Linked DNA regions of Hordeum vulgare: region 2 is linked to region 1. Evidence: chromatin contacts called from public Hi-C data. All regions are on one chromosome and are shown on one strand. Each heading gives the region's core, a stretch centred on a gene start, on an enhancer-like site or on the middle of the called end of the contact. The rest is flanking DNA. Distances are from core to core; before and after follow the strand shown.

What was found. A called contact is a pair of places that touch in the nucleus more often than the background predicts.
Region 2: a contact with region 1 is called in a Hi-C map of leaf, with 2.9 times the contacts expected there. The contact joins the promoter of LOC123425739 here to the enhancer-like site in region 1. A contact is called at or near these places in 2 of 6 Hi-C or Micro-C datasets (leaf and seedling).

What each region holds. Positions count from the first base shown.
Region 1 is chr2H:178,566,512-178,572,211 of MorexV3_pseudomolecules_assembly, forward strand. No RefSeq gene overlaps it. Among protein-coding and RNA genes, the nearest start is that of LOC123425739, 63 kb to the right of the region's middle. Within about 2 kb of position 3,995, at least 3 of the 3 cell types and tissues checked have open chromatin away from gene starts, as enhancers often do. A contact at or near this core is called in leaf and seedling, where this site is marked.
Region 2 is chr2H:178,628,968-178,634,332 of MorexV3_pseudomolecules_assembly, forward strand. It overlaps LOC123425739, which reads left to right and starts at 3,492. Exons shown (of 5, transcript XM_045109450.1): 1 at 3,492-3,900; 2 at 4,800-4,863. The coding sequence starts at 3,623.

The DNA of each region.
Region 1 (5,700 bases), core at 2,745-5,244:
CACGGCATTTGGAGATGTGTAGAATAGTGGACTAGGATTTGCTCATTTTCTAGTCCAGAATTCCAGCTGCCTGAATTCTCCCTCTTCATATAAACCCTGCAAAATAAGAGAGAGAAGGCATAAATATGGTACCGCAAGTAATATAACAGCCCAAAAAGCAATAAATATCAACATGAAAGCATGATGCAAAATGGACGTATCAAGTACTCACCGCTGCTTTGCTCCCCCCGTGTCCCCTTGATCCGTTTGCTGCGACCAGATGATGGAGCCCAGGAGATGGAGGTCCCCGCCGATGATGACTGCTACCCCGACGGTGCCTACTACTACGTGGAGGCCGCTGATGATGAGGAGTAGTTAGGAGGTTCCCAGGCAGGAGGCCTCGCCTCATTCGATCGTTGTATCTTTTGTGCTAGCCTTCTCTAAGGCACCCCATGTTTTATGTCTGTACTCAGATATTTGTTGCTTCCGCTGACTCGTGTGTTTATCGAGTTTCCGTATTCTAGCCCTCGAGGCCCCTGGCTTGTAATATGAAGCTGATGTTATTTTATTTGTGTCTAGAGTTGTGTTGTGATATCTTCCCGTGAGTCCTTGGGTTTGATCGTACGCATTTGCGTGTATGATTAGCGTACGATTAAACCGAGGGCGTCACAGATGCTCTCGAGCGCGGGGACCTCTTCGAGGGCGAAGATGCCCCGTCGCAACCTCGACCGTTGATGATCAAGCGAGCCATCGATCCTTTCAGTGATCCAACAGCGGAACTCTCAATGAAAGCACCAATGTCGGTGACAAAACCGGTAGACCTCGGGTAGGGGGTCCCAAACTCTGGAGCTTATATCGATGGGTTGTAGGAAAGAGGGAGAGGCGATGTTTACCCAGGTTCGGGCCCTCTTGAGGAGGTAAAACCCTACGTCCTTCTTGATTATATTGATAGGGAACAATGATTATAGAGTTGATCCACCTCGAGATCGTACAAGCTAAACCGTAGATGAGATAACCTGCCTCTACGCATAATAACCTTTGGTTTATATAGACACCAGGGCCCCTAGGGTTACATGTTACCGAGTTTAATCGGGGGTAGATAGGTCGAACTGGTCCTCTTGCCTTGGAGTGCACGCCATTCTTCGGAGCTTTCCATCTCGATTATGCAGTTGTCAGATACTCCGGTCTTCAACGATGAACCATATGATCGACCCATAAGGGACAACCCGACCGCCCGAGGACCCCTTAATCCGGAATTCCCTCCTGGATGATCATGCAAATGTTGTTTATCTTGATGAGGAGGATGGGGTGTCCATCCGGGTACGGGGATGTCATGGGATATACTTGGTGAAGCAATGGGAGCATAAGAGCGGCTCTAACTTCGTAGGAGTGCAAGAGTGAGAGACCTTGAGGAGGAGGAGGAGGAGTTTTAATGTGATGGTGATGATGATATCGCGGATGATGAACTCATTGAGTATGAGGATGATTGAGAGGAATTGAGCAAGTGATCATTGCATGATGGTTGGCATCATACCATCAAGTGATCAAGTTATCATGCATTTGCTTTCATCCATTCGTCTTTTGTTTGTTATTTGTTATGTAAGAGACTATGGAGTGGCGTGAGTGAGACTATTGTGGATCCTCATCGTGGTACTTTTGTTGGTTAAACTAAGCAAGTTTAAGACTTTTAGTTGTTATGTAATATGCTTGCTTGTGAAGTCGTGATGTGATCTGCCCATTGCATTCCTGGTATGCTCATACAATTTCGACAATCTCAAAAAGGGAGAAGGCTATGAGCCAACTAGATAAGCTTCTTATTACAATTTACATTATTACATATATGCTTTCAAACTTTTGGATGATTTCCTTGCTTGTTGGTTGCTCCTCCTAAAATCTTGTTATCTTCTCTATGATGTATGTAGTTGATGTCCGATGCACTCGAGGGAGAGGATCATAGGACAACACGCAAAGAGGAAGGGACAACATACTCGAGAGAGAACAATGTTATAAACTTATAATTATACCTTCATTTAAATTCTTGCATTTGCTTTGCTGGAAAACTACTATTTTTGCCCGTATTCATACAACCGTGTAGGAGATGCATAATTGTGTCTAATTACACCTAATCACGCCTAAGCTAGAAAAGAGTAAGTAGGTGGTCGGACGCATAATTAACGTCCCGTGCTTTTTTGAACTTTGCATTGCTGGCATTTCATTTTACTTCTTATATTTAGTTTTTCATTATATAAACATTTTTTAATTGATATTTTTAATAAATTTCTAAAAACTTTAAAGTAATGAATATTTAATAAAATGCTGAATATTTTCAAAACCATGATCATTTTCAAATATATTTACATGTTTATACACTTTTAAACATTTTTTCAAATTCACAAACATTATTCTAAATCCACAATTTTTCAAAAAAAAAACATTTTTTAGATTCTTCGACATCATTTTAAAATCTTTGAAATTCATTTAAATGATGAATATATTTATAAATCACAATTTTTCAAAAACCTATTAATAATTTGAATACATGTGAACATTTTACTATTCTTATGTTGGTTTTATTTTTAGAGAAATTTGTGAAGATTTTGCAAATTGCATGTACAATTTTTTAGATTCTTGAATATTTTACTAATATTGTTAACATTTTTTATTTTTCAATAATAAATTTTGGAAATTTATATAAAAAATAACCAGTTTTACTTAGAACGAGGATCTGCTAGGTTTGAGAAAGAGAGAGAGAGGGGGAGGGAGGGAGGGACCCCTTACGATGGTCGCTGCGTTGAATTGCACTCTCAATTCGTACAGAGGCGAGCAACTGGGCGTACGTGCCTGTATCCATGTTTTTCTAGCGAACATACCATACAGATCAGGAACACTCGCGGGAGCTATTTCTCGACTTCAACGAGACCGAAGGTTCGTCTCGCTTAAGCCTTTCGACTAATCAGGCTGACCGACTAGCGCACAATAAGAAATGAGGGCGCGTAGGGCCGCTAGGCACTGCACCAGTTTTGACTTCGTGTTTACCTAGGAGTCGCTCGCTACTTGAGATAAGTTTTTTTATTATTTCTTTCCTTTTCCTTCTTTTTCCTTTCTTTGGTTCTTTGTTTGGTTTTCTTATTTATCTATGGGTTTTCTCGTCATTATAATTTGTTCTTCTCCAAAAAAACATTCTTTTTCATTGATTTTTCGGGTTTCAATGCTTTTTTCTTCTCTGGTTTTTCTTTTCTTTGCACCTTTTTATTCTTTCTACATGTTTTTTCGTTTTTGTTTTTTGGGGGGTTTAATTTTTTTATTTTTTGGTTCTTATTTTTTTGTTTTAATTTTTTCATTTCTTATTTTTTATATGACAACTGTCTTTTAATAAGAGTCAACATTTCTTGTAGATACGTTCAAATTTGTTCAGACGCATATTCAATATTTGTCAACTACTTTTTAGACATTTTAATAGTTACTAACAAAAATCTCAGAATTTTTTAAAATACTTGTTCAACGTTTTTGATGTAGTCTAATAAAAAAATAATACCTATTTAACTTCTTAAAATAAGTTTTCAATATTTGTAATACCTATTTAACATTTTAAAATACATGTTGAATATTTTTCAAAGTCTTATTCCTCATTTTTTTAATACTTATTCAACAGATTTTCATTTTTTACGGGTAATTGTTTTTTATAATATATACTCATTCCGTTTCTAAATATAAGTCTTTCTAGAGGTTTCATTAAAGGACTACATACAGATGTATATAGACACATTTTAGCATGCAGATTCACTCATTTTGCTCCATATGTAGTCTTCTAGTAAAATCTCTAAAAAAACTTATATATAAGAACGGAGGAAGTATATATCAAACAAATAAAAGTATAAAAAACATAAAAGAAACGAAATAGGAAACAGGCCGCCCCATATGCTCTCTTGGTTCGGCGAGTCTAAAGCCTCGACTCGCTTAAAGCAAGACATAGCGATGCCCTGGAACAGTGTCGCACTCAAACACTGCAGCAACCTGGAACACGTTGGTTCCTATTTGCCGCTTATAGTGTTCGCTATAGGCATATCGATACATGGTGCACACCTTCTACATTATGTACCCTTGGAAATAGGCTGTCCCATGGAAGTTGCGTTTTAGGTTTATTTAACATCCACCATCCAGTTTTTCAAAGTTTATGGATGGTTTCGTGAAGCTTTTAGAGGCTTCCGACTAGATTTTTCACTTGGTTTTTTATTCGGTTTTATCGTTTCCTTTTTTCGCAACCTTTTTCCAAATGCGTGAACTATTTTCAATATTGTGAACTTATTCTAAACACAATAAAAGTTTGTAAGTTTGCGATCTTTTGCTCAAATTCATGAACTTTTTTCACAAAATAAAATGTGTATGGTTCAATTTCTTGAACTTTTTCAATTTCATGAACTTCTTCTGAATTTGATAAACAAAATCAAATTCATTGACTTTTTTAAATTTGAGAAAATATATTTGAATTTTCGAACAAGTTTTCATCTTAAGGAACATTTAAAAAATTGAAAAAAAACAATTAGCAAATATATTTTTAAAATTTATGATTCCTTCTTTGTAGGGTTGGTTCTTTTTGTGTTCATGGAATTTGTTTTAACTCATAATGTCTTCATTATTTATAGATGTTTTTGTTATACCATTTTTTATCTCTAGAAACCAGAATTTGAGTTTGTTTTGAACCAAAAACTGTGAATGGTTTTTTAATGTCTTGTGCAACTCAACGAGTGGTGCAGCTGTCAGAAAAAGGGGAGGGCGATTGAACCAAGCCGAGCATTATTTGGGTAGGACCGAGAGCATCTCTATCAGATCCCGTATAATGCCCCGACCCGTAAAATAACCGTCAAAATATGGGTCGAGGCGGAAAATGTTGCACGACCAAACCCCGCAAACGCGTCCTTCCGTAAAAAAAACTGCAGGGCGAGGCAAAATGCTCACCCCAACCCACGAAAACGTAGCCCCCCCCCCCCCCCCGTCGGTGCCGTGTATATATCTAGAGTGGTTGGTTGGTGGGACATTTCATCCCGCGCTTTCCCCCACCCACCACCGTCGGGCTCCGCCTTCGATTCCGGCCATACCAGCGCCGAGATCACGTGGGCGGGCCGCCACACGCACTAGATCGACATCCACCACTCCCTCGTGCCTTGACTGGCCGAAAACCTGCAGATCGGCGGTTGTTTTGTCGCGCCACCAATTTTGGCTTTTCTTCCCACCGGTGTGTGCGCCAAAGCCATGGATTGGTTGGGGAGCACCCTGCACAGCCCCGGCAAAGCGCCAGCGCCACATGTAGGTACTGGTTCATCCTCTAGTCACCAGCGTTAGTTTGACGGCAAGGACTCTTCGGGCCGTCGCCCGAGCTCGGTGGTCGCGCAGCGGCTCGCCGGCTTGCCGATGCCGCTCATACAGTACGATGACTGCCTAGAGACAGTGTTGTGGCTCACATCTAGCACGCGGCAGCACCTTGGAAGGGGTATTCTTCAAATGCAATAATGACGGGGTATGCTCTTCTTTCTGTTCGGCTTTGTCATTTATTTTGTTAAATTTCGGTAGTTTATTGTGGTGTTCGTGTGTGTAGAAGGTGGATACTCATTTCGGTATTAGAAAAAAATACATCAATTTATTGATAGAAATAAACTTAATAGATGTTCGTGCACTCCTTAGTATGATTAAGGTTAATGATTCAGCTGTATGTGCAATTATAAA
Region 2 (5,365 bases), core at 2,242-4,741, 62 kb after region 1:
TTCACATATATAAGATATTTTAAATATTTCAATGTGGCCTACATAAGGATTGAAATGAGTAGATTTGGTCTGTCAAGTCATGACATCTTATATTTGTGAACGGAGAGAGTAGATTTCATCTATCAAGTTTGACCAAATTATGGATCTTAATGTTTGCTTCCCTTTCAGCACTTATTAATGGCTTTGTTCGTAGGTTTTTAATGTTATTTAGTACAGTAGATACCTTATTTTTACTCTTTTTTGTCATGGTACGTCATGTGGTTTGGGATGGGTAGTAGAAAGACCCTAACCTGTCTCACTAGATGAGGGCAAAAGAAGAAAATGTTCCATGGAGAGGAAGGGTGGGTGGTGCTTGGTTGTTGTGGAAAGCTAAAACCGGAAAATAATATCAATATTTGGCATGACACAGTTGTAAACCAGAGCATGCATTGCTTGTCATCTGTGTTTATTTTTTTATCATTTCATTAATGTCTAGCATCTTTATATTACCCCGTGGCAACGCACGAGCATTCAACTAGTGTTCCTAAATGTTAAATATGGGTGTCGGTATGAATCGAACTATGAAATCGTCGTGGTAAACATCTTATATATAAGAACGGAGGGAAAATAAATAATGAAATGATAACTTGCAAAGCTCTTCAGAAAATATGTAAAATAGTTCATGTAAAAAATGACAAGACTCGAACAATTTCATCTTGACACGCCTCGTGCTTTGATCGAATTCTCACACGCTCACACACCGTATGCTCGTACAAAACTAGCAGAAGATCGTGAGTCTCCACGAGCTAAAATCCTTAGATCTTCAGATACAAAAAAATTATGAGCGTATGTATGTATGTATGAGCATTGGGACCCACGTCGTAACCGGAGGGAAGATAGCTGTTGGATAGAAAATGGGTTGATCAGTGTAGCAAAAACAAAGCAGGCGAGATTGTGCGTGAATGACTGTAGCTCGTGCACTGCATGCGAGTTCCTGTAGAAATGTTACTGTAGCTCGGGGTATTATTCATGAAGATCCATCCATTCATCTTTGATCAGACGATGTGGACAGGGCCGGCCCTGAGGGGGGGGGGGCAGGGGGGCGGCCGCCCCGGGCCCCCGAAATCCTGGGGCCCCCTCCCAGGTCGCACGTAGCCTATGCCTATGGGGCATGGTTCTGAAAGGCAGAGGCACAAGTAGAAGTAGACTAATATAGACGCGCAACCAATGTAGCACGTAACGGATGGACAAGATCCTGTTCCAGTTTCCTTGTGTTCCCGCAGGTGCACATGACTACCACGCGGAGATAATGGGCCTGGCCCAGCGCTATGGGCATCATTACCATCGTTGAGGAAGACCCAAGGTAAAAGAAAATTAACGCACAATGCTCAGTCTTGGTTTTTAGGTCGTCACGCTCAAACTCCCATCCCAATCACGGCAAGGCCATTGCGTGTTTGCCTCCGATGCGGCAGCGACACTACGACAGAGGAGGAGCATCCAAATAGGCTAGTCATCTAGAGTAGGGTCAATTTGCTCCTTTTTTATTCAATCTTGTGGGTTTTATGAATTTTGGGGTTTCTTGATTTCGACGGAAAAATTTATAGTTACAATGAGAGGATTTTTGTTTGGCATTTCAAAATTAGTAGCCATGGTGCTATTGCTCGGTTATGAAAATTGGGAATATGGGACGATGTCTACTGCAGCAGGATTATGATTAATCATTGAATCGTGTCAAGTTATTTATTAACTCGATAATCAATGTTATGGTTTTGTAGTGCAGCTGCAAAAAGCATTATGTCCAAGGCATGTTGATGGTTCCTTCCGTATTGAAGATTCCAACTTAGATCTCCGGTATCAATGTTTTGATAGAAAATGATGTTTTTGGATTTGGAGATGATATCAAATAGTATTGGATTTTCTGTCCGTTCAATGGGTTTCTCATATACTGTAGTTTGTAAAGTTTGACTGATTGACTCACTATACATGTGTTTTATCTCCAGGGCTTAGAAGATATTTCTAATGCTTCATAAAAAACAAAGATTCTTATCAAGAAGAACATGAACAAGGAGGCACTACATGAGTTGATGATGATCAAGGTATGATTGGTTTTGTTCTACTACAAGAAGCACTACATGCATCTTTCAAATAGCTACATATTGATGAAAATAATGGAGAATAATGCGAGATACATAAATGTCCAAGAGAGGTTAAAAGTTTTGCAACTTAGTATATCAAGAATAAATTGTTGAATAAGATTGATATCAATACCATCATCCTTGTGATTGCATCTGGGAATGTTAGACTCAAATTTTGAGGTACATATGTAAAAATTATGTGATTTTAAATGCATTTTAAGCGTTACACAAAACATTTTTTAGGTTTATGACTTTATGTTAAAGGGCCTCGGGTTCTAGTTTCGCCCCGGCCCCCGAAATCTCAGGACCGGCCCTGGATGTGGAGAGGGGTCAGGTGCACAAGTCATTGGATCTCGTGAGAAAGGAAAGAAAATAAAAAACTAGTACAATCCTTCGCGTGAGAAAGAAACGAAACGAAGGCCCTGTTTGGATCCACATACTAGAGTTAGTTTGAGCTAGTTGGGGCTCAAATAGCACTAAAGTATCCAAACATGAGGGTTAGATTGGAGCTAGTTGCATCTAACCCACCCAAAAAACTAGCCCACCCAAGAGGTGCTAATTGGAGCTAGTTTTCATGGGGCCCACAAAAAGTCACTTTTCTCTCTCTATCCACCAGGTAATAGATGTTAATTGGAGCTAGTTTTCATGAGACCCACTAAAAAATCACTTTCCTCTCTCCATTAAGTACAACTATTGTTAATCTAACCCTATCATCCAAACATCTCTTTGGCTAGAGTTAGTCTAACGTTAGTCATGAGCTAAAAACTAACTCTAACCTCTAGCTAAATTAGAGTATCGAAACAGGGCCGAAAGACAAGAGCATGGCCATTCTGTTGGTTTGGCGGAACAACCCAACAAATTTCTGTTCCTGCATACGCAACCAGAGTATGATTGCAGCGTCAGCAGCCCCGAAGCGGCGACCTTTCTCCGAAAACCGGATAAGCGCAACGAGACATAAACTCTATCCGACTGACAGGCGGACCCGCATCCAGTCTGGACTGTGGAGCAGGCGCGGGCGCGGCGGCCCAATCCAAAGTCCAACCACCGCCAGGCTACTCCCCTCCCCTCCCCTCCCAGACCACGCGCGTTACGTTATTGTTATTATTATTAGCGGCCGCGGGGGCTAATTACCCGATTTAACCACCGGCAATTCGGGCGCCTCGTCCTCCCGGCACCAACTCACCCACCCACGTGTTCCCCGCCATCCTCCGCTGGCGCGTGGGGCCCCTCGCACAGCCGGGCCCCGCTGGACCCACCTCACCGTGGGCAAATCGGCCGCCGAAGCGAGTGCGAACAGGTATACGTATTACTCCCAGAAAGAAAGAAAATCCCAATCGGAAGATGCCATCCCCCCTCTCCCTCTCCCTCTCTCAATCGGAGGCGCTTATTAATAAGACGTTAAAAACCCGGCGCGGCACGGGACCGAGTAGCAGTAACGTCATACGGAACAAAAACTTCAGGACAGGGAGCGAGAGAGAGGGAGCGAGCGAGCGAGGCTCCGTCCATCCATGGCCGCGGCGGAGGAGGAGGCGTCCACGGCGCCTAGGGGCCGCCCGGAGGAGGAGGAGTACGAGGAGGAGGCGATGGCGGTGCTGGACTTCGACATGCTCTGCGCGTCCGTCGCCATGTCGGCGGAGAGGAGGAAGGGCGCCGGCATGGGGGAGGCGGCGGCGTGCGCGGGCGGCGCCGAAGGGGCCGCCGGCGGAGGAGGCGTGCAGAGGATGTGGGAGGGGGACGTGGTGATTGATTGCTTGGAGGACCGCCGAATCGCGCTCGAGGCCGCCTGGTAGGTGGAGCTAACTCTTGACCGCTCGTTTCATCCGTCCAACCACCTGCTGTTTTTGGTGGGTTGCCACGGGAAAGCTTGGAGATTCTACTGCTAGTTTAGCTCAATCTTTCCATATTGATTTTGTGCGGATTTGGGCATAAACTGCGCTGCTGTCTTTATGCCAACTCGATGTGGAATACTACTAGTACCTAGTATTTTGTCTCGCATGAATACTGCCTCTTTTGGCTGTGTGCATCCTCATGATGCACGGGCCGGGGTCTTCCCCTTGGGGAAAAAATGGATACTGCTTGAAATGCCATCAGTGTTCTCTAATTTAGCCATAATTTCTTTATGATTAGACACAAGATTTACTATTTAGCTCCGTCATTAATTTCTGTCTTGGAGTATTGCTTGGTTAACTGTAATGTAATACTAGTGAAAGTCCACCACAGTTTGATGAGACTTTCTGGATTCATCCTTTGTCACTTCTTTCTAGCTAGAGTCGTGGAAGAAGAAATTCCTACGCCAAACGAAGGTTTCTCCCTAATTAGTGCTACCTGTCCTTAAAGAATACTTCATATCTCTGATCATCTGATGAAGACTCATGGGTGATAAGTGATAGAATCTGCTCGAGGTTTAGTTTTTCTCTTGGATTTTAGGTTGGTTAATTCGAGTACTGAAAAGTATTTCCTAGCTTGAGTCATGAAAGAAAAATTGACATGTTTAAGATAAGTTAGTAGGGAACATTCCCCAACGTGAGGTCTTACCCCTTTTGAACTTCTGCCTTTGTTCTATTCGACTGTCTTTGAAAAAGATTCCATTTTCCTCTGCTGTACAGCATATTTTAATGTGCAGCTGTGATTAAACTTTTGAGGATCTTCGCTTTAACTTTCTTGTTTGCTTGCGACTACTTGCAGTTGCCCATGCTATAGGTTTGGCAAGAACATGCGGAGAGCCAATCTCGGATCTTGCTTCCTTCAGGTACAGATAATACCATGTCTTGCCCATTTCTTGCTTGTCATTTTTCTGTGCCAAAAGGGTGGTCACGTTGCTGTGTAATATAGGTAAGCATGCAAAACCAGTTGAGGTTAGTTTAAGATGCTGCCGTTGGTAGGAAGTAGGAAACCGTTTGGTTCAGGTAGGCTCTTTATTCCAGTACCAAATGCAGAATTTCTTGTAGGTCAACCCTTTTAGAGTTCTGTAGACTATTACGAATATAGCTGCCCTGAAAAGTAAACATCTTAACTTCTTAATTATGTATGTGATTTTTCTCTATTTATTCTAACTTCCTCCTAATGCTAGAGCTGTGGAATATTTTGTTAGAATGTCTCTTGCTAAATTTGTTGAAATGAATGCCATTTCCATTTTAGTTGTTTAGACAACAATTAGCAAAGCTGTCTTCTGACTAGTTTATACAACAGAGAAGATAATGCATAGGATGTTTGACTTGCCAATGTGAACAGGATTTGCTTGGATAGTTATG